Regions from separate parts of the Arachis hypogaea genome. Here region 2 is linked to region 1. The links are chromatin contacts, called in public Hi-C maps. All regions are on one chromosome and are shown on one strand. Each heading gives the region's core, a stretch centred on a gene start, on an enhancer-like site or on the middle of the called end of the contact. The rest is flanking DNA. Distances are from core to core; before and after follow the strand shown. Region 1 holds the start of LOC112800904 (homeobox-leucine zipper protein ATHB-13). Region 2 holds the start of LOC112800907.

Region 1 (3,406 bases), core at 514-3,013:
TTTTTTCATTTCTCGTAGTATTTTGACACTTATTTAAATGGACAAGCTATTTACTATATTGACCCATAATAGTGTAGTTTATACTAGGCGCATTATTTCTATAGATTAGTATGTCATTCAGAATCTTAGTTTATAGACAGGAACTCATCACCTTAATTATTAGGGGCTAGGAAACGAATAGATTAATTTTTTAAAAAATAAAAACCACTAATAAATTATTAAATCAGACCTTATATATCTTGACCAAAAAATTTAAAATATTAAATTTATGAATCTCTCGTTATATATATATACACCTTGCAGTTTAATTTATTTTTCACCAGTGTAAGACTAATTTATTTTTCTAAGGGAACTAATTGAGAAAAAGCAGTGGCTATCTAATTCTGTTGGGTTGAAAGTTGAGGAAAGGAGGAGGTAAAGGGAATATTTATGGCATATTTATAAGGTGTATAGAATAGAGGATGAACATGTAGTGTGGCAGAGGCTATTTTGGAAGGAAGCATAAGCATATTACATATGGATATAGTGGCTAATGTGGCATGAAGACAAACAACACCAGCTCTCTGGTGGGGTAATAATAGTATAGAATAGAATAGAATAGAAAATAATAAAATTAAAGAGAAGAGGGGTCATGAGTTTTGATTGTTTTCAGGCTCACAGAAACAATGGAGGTTGAGAGATGATGATGCAAAAAAAAGGGGATAATGGGAAAGAGGTTGATAGTAATAGTAATTGACATGATACATGTTGGTGGTTTAGGTGGCAAACCCTGCCCCTCTTCCATTGGACCCATCCCCTAGATTCCTGCCCTTCTTCTTCTTTTCTCTCTCTTCTCGTAATTTCTTCTATCATTACGGGAATTCATCTTATCGAGTTTTCCTTTAAGAGTATATCACTATATCTAAAGATATTGATTTTAAAAAACAACCATTATAGCTGGACATCAAAATTATTTTCTAAAATTAATTATCAAAATAAAATATTTATTAAAATATGAAGTACACATTAAAAATAAATTAAATTATACATTATATAAATATATATATTTAGATCTTCAAATAAATACTCAAATTGATACTTAAAAAGTTTTTAGATCTTCACAAATTTATTCTTGTAAAGTCTTTTAAAATTAATTTTATCTTACAAATTGATTTCTATGTTATTTCAAAGGAGAATAATTTGTTATAAATAATATATTTTAAAGATTTAATTGTCTTGTAAAAAATTTATTTGTCTAACAATAAGTTAAAAATTTAATTAAAAGTGACTGAAATATTAACTTATTTGAAGAAAATAAGTTACGAAAATTTTTAGAGAATAAAAATTTATTAAAACAAAAATATTCGATTTGAAATTTTTTAGAGACCAATTAAAATGTATATTTCTTAAATTGAAAAGAGAGAGTGAGAGAAATTTACAGTGTAAAAGTATAAAGTAAGAGTTAAAAAGTTAGATTAGTGATGACTCAATTAAATAAAGAAAATATTGAAAACATATATAAAATAAGTATAAAAATTCTAACAAACTTTTATAATTAATATAATTTATTAAAAATTAAAATATTTGTAATTATTTACTTAAATTATAATTGAAAAAATATTTGAGGGAGGGAGCAGTTAACAAAATTCTTTACATTAAATAAACTAATTAAAATATATATTCATTTTTTTAAGTTGATACTCTATGACAAATTGACAATACACATATTTTCCCCTCTTTTCTCTCTCCTTTCCCCAAGAAAAAACACAATTGTTCAAGTTGGACTACAAGTTATAGCCAACTCATTTCTCCCTTTTGTTAAGTAATCTCATGCACCCTTCACAAAAATGAACACAACATAGAAATACAAATATCACCCTCAACATGTTAATTTTTTTCCCTAAAAAGGATCCCCTATTATGCCTAACTTTCTCTTCTCACCAAGAACTTTGCCCCATCAAAAATCACTCTTGCTTACACTTTTTATTAACAAATCATCATCAAGAATCATTACCTCCAAAGTCACCCACTTCACATTATATTATTAAAAATTAAAATAATAATTAAAAAAAAGCCCATAAACATATCTAAAAATCTTTGAATCTTCGTATTTTTTTCCCCCGCTGGCCCTTAACAAAGGAATCAAAAGTGACTTGCTGAAGTTCCAATAATACATCACTCATTATAATTTATAAAGACAACTGTCTTTTGCAAAGAAAATAGAAAGAAGAAAAAAAGCACTCTCTACTTGTCTCCCAAGTGAGAAACTAGTTTATCATTAGGAAAATAATTATAATAATTATTACTAGTCATGAGATTACACATGCAAGCACTTCATTGGAATATTGGACAAGTTGAGGCACAGAAGCAAGCAAAGCTTTTCCTTCTCTTACTTTCTAATCACAATTCCCTTTTTTATTTTTTTTCCATACTCTCCTTTATTCTTTCTAATAACTTTCATCTTATTTTCCAACAAATCCTTGACTAATTGGTTATGCTTTTTATGTACATGAATAATAATTCAGGTGAATTTTATTTATTTCTATATTTATTTTACACTTATTAATATCTCATATATATTAAGGAAAAAAAAAGAGTGATATATATGGAAGTTGATGTGTAGAAACTATAGATTCAAACACTTTCCACCTCCTTCTTCTTCTTCTTCTCTCTCTTTCTCTCTCTCACACACACATACATACATCTATAAGCTATCATCATTCAGCTCCAATTCAAAGAATTTTTGCAGTAAACTTTAGTCCTTTGATTTTCGTTGCTTCTTTAACAATAGCTTGGTTCAAAATTGAGCATATATATGCAATCTTGTTCTTATTCTTCGTCTTATATATAATATTCATCCAAAGTGGCGATTGCAACATCAACATCATCATCATTCAAAGGAGATATGGCTTTCTTACCAGCAAATTTCATGCTACAAACCCCTCACCACCATGATGATCACCACCACCAACAACATCATCCACCTTCCCTCAATTCAATCCTACCAACATGCTCACCCCATGATTATCATGGTATAATAAGAATTCATATATATTCCAATGTTTTGAATTGCAGTTGCAGTTGCTGCTCCAATGAAAATCAGTATCTATATATTTGTGCATAAATATATATATTATTTAATTTATTTTCAGTATATATTTACAACTGATTTTTGGTTTACACATAGCAAAGTTGATTTAAAACCGCTGTTGCCTAAACAATATATCACTAAGACTGAAAAGTGTTGTTGTTTGGAATAATGATATGCAGGAGGGGGAGCAGCAACATTTCTAGGGAAAAGATCCATGTCATTCTCGGGGATTGATCTTGGAGGAGTAGAAGAAGGTAACAACAATGGGGATGAAGAATTATCAGATGATGGATCACAGATAGGGGAGAAGAAGAGGAGGCTGAACATGGAGCAAGT
Region 2 (3,406 bases), core at 457-2,956, 420 kb after region 1:
TATCTGTTTAATTGGAATGAGCATCTTCTGCAATAGAAGTCTACTTCTCCTTTAGAAGATAAACTTTCAACATCTGAACCAAAAAAAAAAAAAAAAAAAAAAACTGTTATAACATCAACATCTTCTGTAATGCAAACACAAAAGAACAAAAATTATTGGCCAAAATGAACACAAAGAAACTAGCTAACACGTAATAGAAAGAACACATTCTTCAATGTAAGGAAACAACGAACGAGGAAAGTAAGCAACTGTCAGAGATTAACAGAGGTAACATAAACAATTATACCATGCAAAAGTCAATGCAATTGTCACAAACCCCTCAACACGAAGTTGCAAGAAAAAAACATAAGGCCCCAAAATGGCACCAAATAAGCAACATTTTAAGATTACCAGATTGCATTTTGAGAGGCCCGGAGGCACCGGGCAACAGATTTTGGAGGTCGTCGGGCAGGCAGGAAAGGATGGGGTGATTCACAGGAAGGAGGAGGCAGAGTTTCACCTCAATGTGATCGCTGAGTGCCCGGAAGATCGGTGACTCCCTGTCAACCAAAACCCTTGGAACCGGAACGCTGAGCTTGGAGGGTGCAGCGCCATCAGAGTCAGACCATTCCACGGATAGGACAGAGTGTGGGGAAGTAAATTTGACACTGAGATTGTAGCATTGGAGGGAAGGGTTGAAGGTGGTGTCGGTGGTGAAGAGCAATAGGCGAAGTGTTGGGGTAGGCGATTGTGCTTCCCAGGTGAATCGCCACCTCTGTGTTGTGCTGTGTTCGGTGTCACTGTTACCAACCATGGTTGCAGTTGCAAGCTTGAGATCTTTCCTGTGTTCTGAAGGGTGAAAAAAGATTTGGTAAAAGAGGCTAATATTTCGATAATGAAAGCGTAATTCTCTGTAGTAAAAGGATGAAAGGTTCACAGTTTATGGGACAAAGGATCCTTGCAAGCACTATATGCAACTCACATTTCACTTCACATCAACCACATAAAACCATACTGACTTCTATTTATTTCTTTTCCAAAAGACTTACTTCATTTTAAAAATGTGTGTGGTGTAGCTGACCAAATTATGATGCTTTTAAAAATGTCTTCATCATATGTAATATAATTTATGCAGAGATGTAACATAAAAGATTCTTCACCAAATGCTGGAAATTAAATTGGTAACTAATCCTGTCGCATTAACTGACATTACTATTCAAAGCATTAATAAGAATTAGCTTAGGAAACTAACACGCGACAATGACAGAGAAGGGAGCCAGCGACGGTGACGGAAGCTCGGCTGCGCGGAAACAACCCCCTCCTCCCATTGCTCGTCGCGTTCTCTCTCTCTCTCTCTCTCTCTCTCTCTCTCTCTCTCTCTCTCTCTCTCTCTCTCTCTCTCTCTCTAGCTCGACGGCGGCGGCGGAGGCGATGGCTTCTTCCGCCGTCGCTTTCTCTTTTTCTTCTCTCTTTTACGACGAGCTCAACCTCCTCTGTCCCCTTCTCTGCTTCTCTCAACCGAACTTTCTCTCTCTCTCAGTCACGACTGTGACCTAGCGACAGCACCACCCCTCCCCGCCATCGCCTCCCTCTACCCTTTCTTCTTCTTCTTCTTCTTCTTCTTCTTCTTCACCTGTCCCTTGTGTTCTTCTGGTTCTCGCTGTCTTCTTTCTTTTCGTGCCCCCTTCTCCCTCTCTGTAAGTGTGTTATAATAAAATTAGGGTATTTGGAAAAAGAATAACGTGGATACTACATAAAAATTTTACAATTGTCCTTGCGAAGATATTTTATTTTTACTATTAGATAATCAATTATATGATTTGATTTTGATGTATTATAAAAATATATTTTTTAAAAATATAATTAAATAAATAAAATATATTTTTAACATGAAAATCTTTATAAGTATTGTGATCAACACGAAAGATGTAGATGTGAATGTCCATTAATATCATGGGTGACACAGTTTTTCTTGTAAAAGAATATTTATGTTATTAAGAAAGAATTTATATTTAATAAAAGTTAAAAATATGAACCTATACATGTTTAAATAGGAGGTATGGTATGAAACAATACACACAACAATAAAACAAATATTTTCTTTCTCTCTTCACATTATAATATAAACTATCTCTTATCTTTCTACAGTTTTAAATTATAAGAATTATAATATTAGTAAATATAGAAATTACTTCTATTATAGTAAGATAAGAGTATTGGTGAACGTTAATATTAAAGTCTTATATTTCTTTATTTTTATATTTATTTTCTTCCTTGTTTATTTATTCTACAATATGTTATCAGCACGAAACTCTGATCAAATTTTTAGGAAGACTCAGATAATAAATTTTCATTATGTCGAAGCTCTCATCTTGAATTTAATGCTTTTGATATATCTAGAAATAATTATTTATCTTCGATATTAGATGCTAAAATCTATCTTGATTCAATGGATCTTGGGCCGCGTTTGTTTTTAGAGACAGGACAGAACATGACACTGAAACCTGTAATTCCAAATTTTCTACATCAATACAAATTAATTTAATAAAAAATAAGAGTACATAGGAGTACAGACGGAACTTGAAAAACATATTTGAAGAGGCAAAAAATTTTAATAAAAAAATATATTAACATTTATATTAAAATAAAATTTATAAATATAATTATTTTATTTTAAAATTTATTATTAATATGTAGGAATACATATGGTTAAGATTAACAAAAAAAATAATTTTGAGTTTGATTAATAAAAATTTTGTTTAAGTTAATAAGCCAAATTAATTTTAAATAAAAAAATTAATTTTAAAAAAATCCATTTTTACATGAAAAAATAATTAGTTTTTGCATATAAAAATATATTTTTATTTAAAAAAATTAATTTTTTTTATCTAAAAACTGATTTTTCTTTATAAAAAACTGATTTTTTTTTAAATTATATAAAATCAATTACAATTTATAAATTATTTTTTATCATTTTAAAAGATCAATTTTATTTTTAATAATATTTATCTTTCAAAAGTTTCAAGATTAATTATTTTTGTTATTATTTTTATTACAAATCAAATAATATAATATAAGATTAAAATGGTATTGAAGTAAAACGATAAAAAGAAAAGAATTATCTATTCCCAATAAAAAATTCTACAGAAAGAAGAGAGTACCTGAAACAGAAAGAGATAGAGAAAGAACAGGAAGAAAAAAGTATCTCTGAACAACGCAATAGGAAAAATAAGAAGGGGTAATAGTGGAAAAAAAGGAAAATAAAATTTATAAAATTGTCCGAGTCCACTCTTCCAAATCCCGTGTCCATCATTGTCCTTCGTAAAAGAGTGGACACAAAAATATAAAAAACTGTCTCGGAGACAATATGTCCACTGTCCATGTCTCTGCTTCCAAACACTTTTTAAACAAGTGTTGTCCATGTCTC

What was found. Hi-C and Micro-C count contacts between places; a contact is called where the count stands out from the background.
Region 2: a Hi-C map of leaf shows a contact between it and region 1, with 2.7 times the contacts expected there. The contact joins the promoter of LOC112800907 here to the promoter of LOC112800904 in region 1. A contact is called at or near these places in 2 of 8 Hi-C or Micro-C datasets (both in leaf).

What each region holds. Positions count from the first base shown.
Region 1 is chr5:16,018,917-16,022,322 of arahy.Tifrunner.gnm2.J5K5, forward strand. LOC112800904 (homeobox-leucine zipper protein ATHB-13) reads left to right here and starts at 1,764. Exons shown (of 3, transcript XM_025843355.3): 1 at 1,764-3,011; 2 at 3,250-3,406. The coding sequence starts at 2,885.
Region 2 is chr5:16,439,813-16,443,218 of arahy.Tifrunner.gnm2.J5K5, forward strand. It overlaps LOC112800907, which reads right to left and starts at 1,707. Exons shown (of 6, transcript XM_025843360.3): 1 at 1,232-1,707; 2 at 391-828; 3 at 1-73. The coding sequence starts at 793.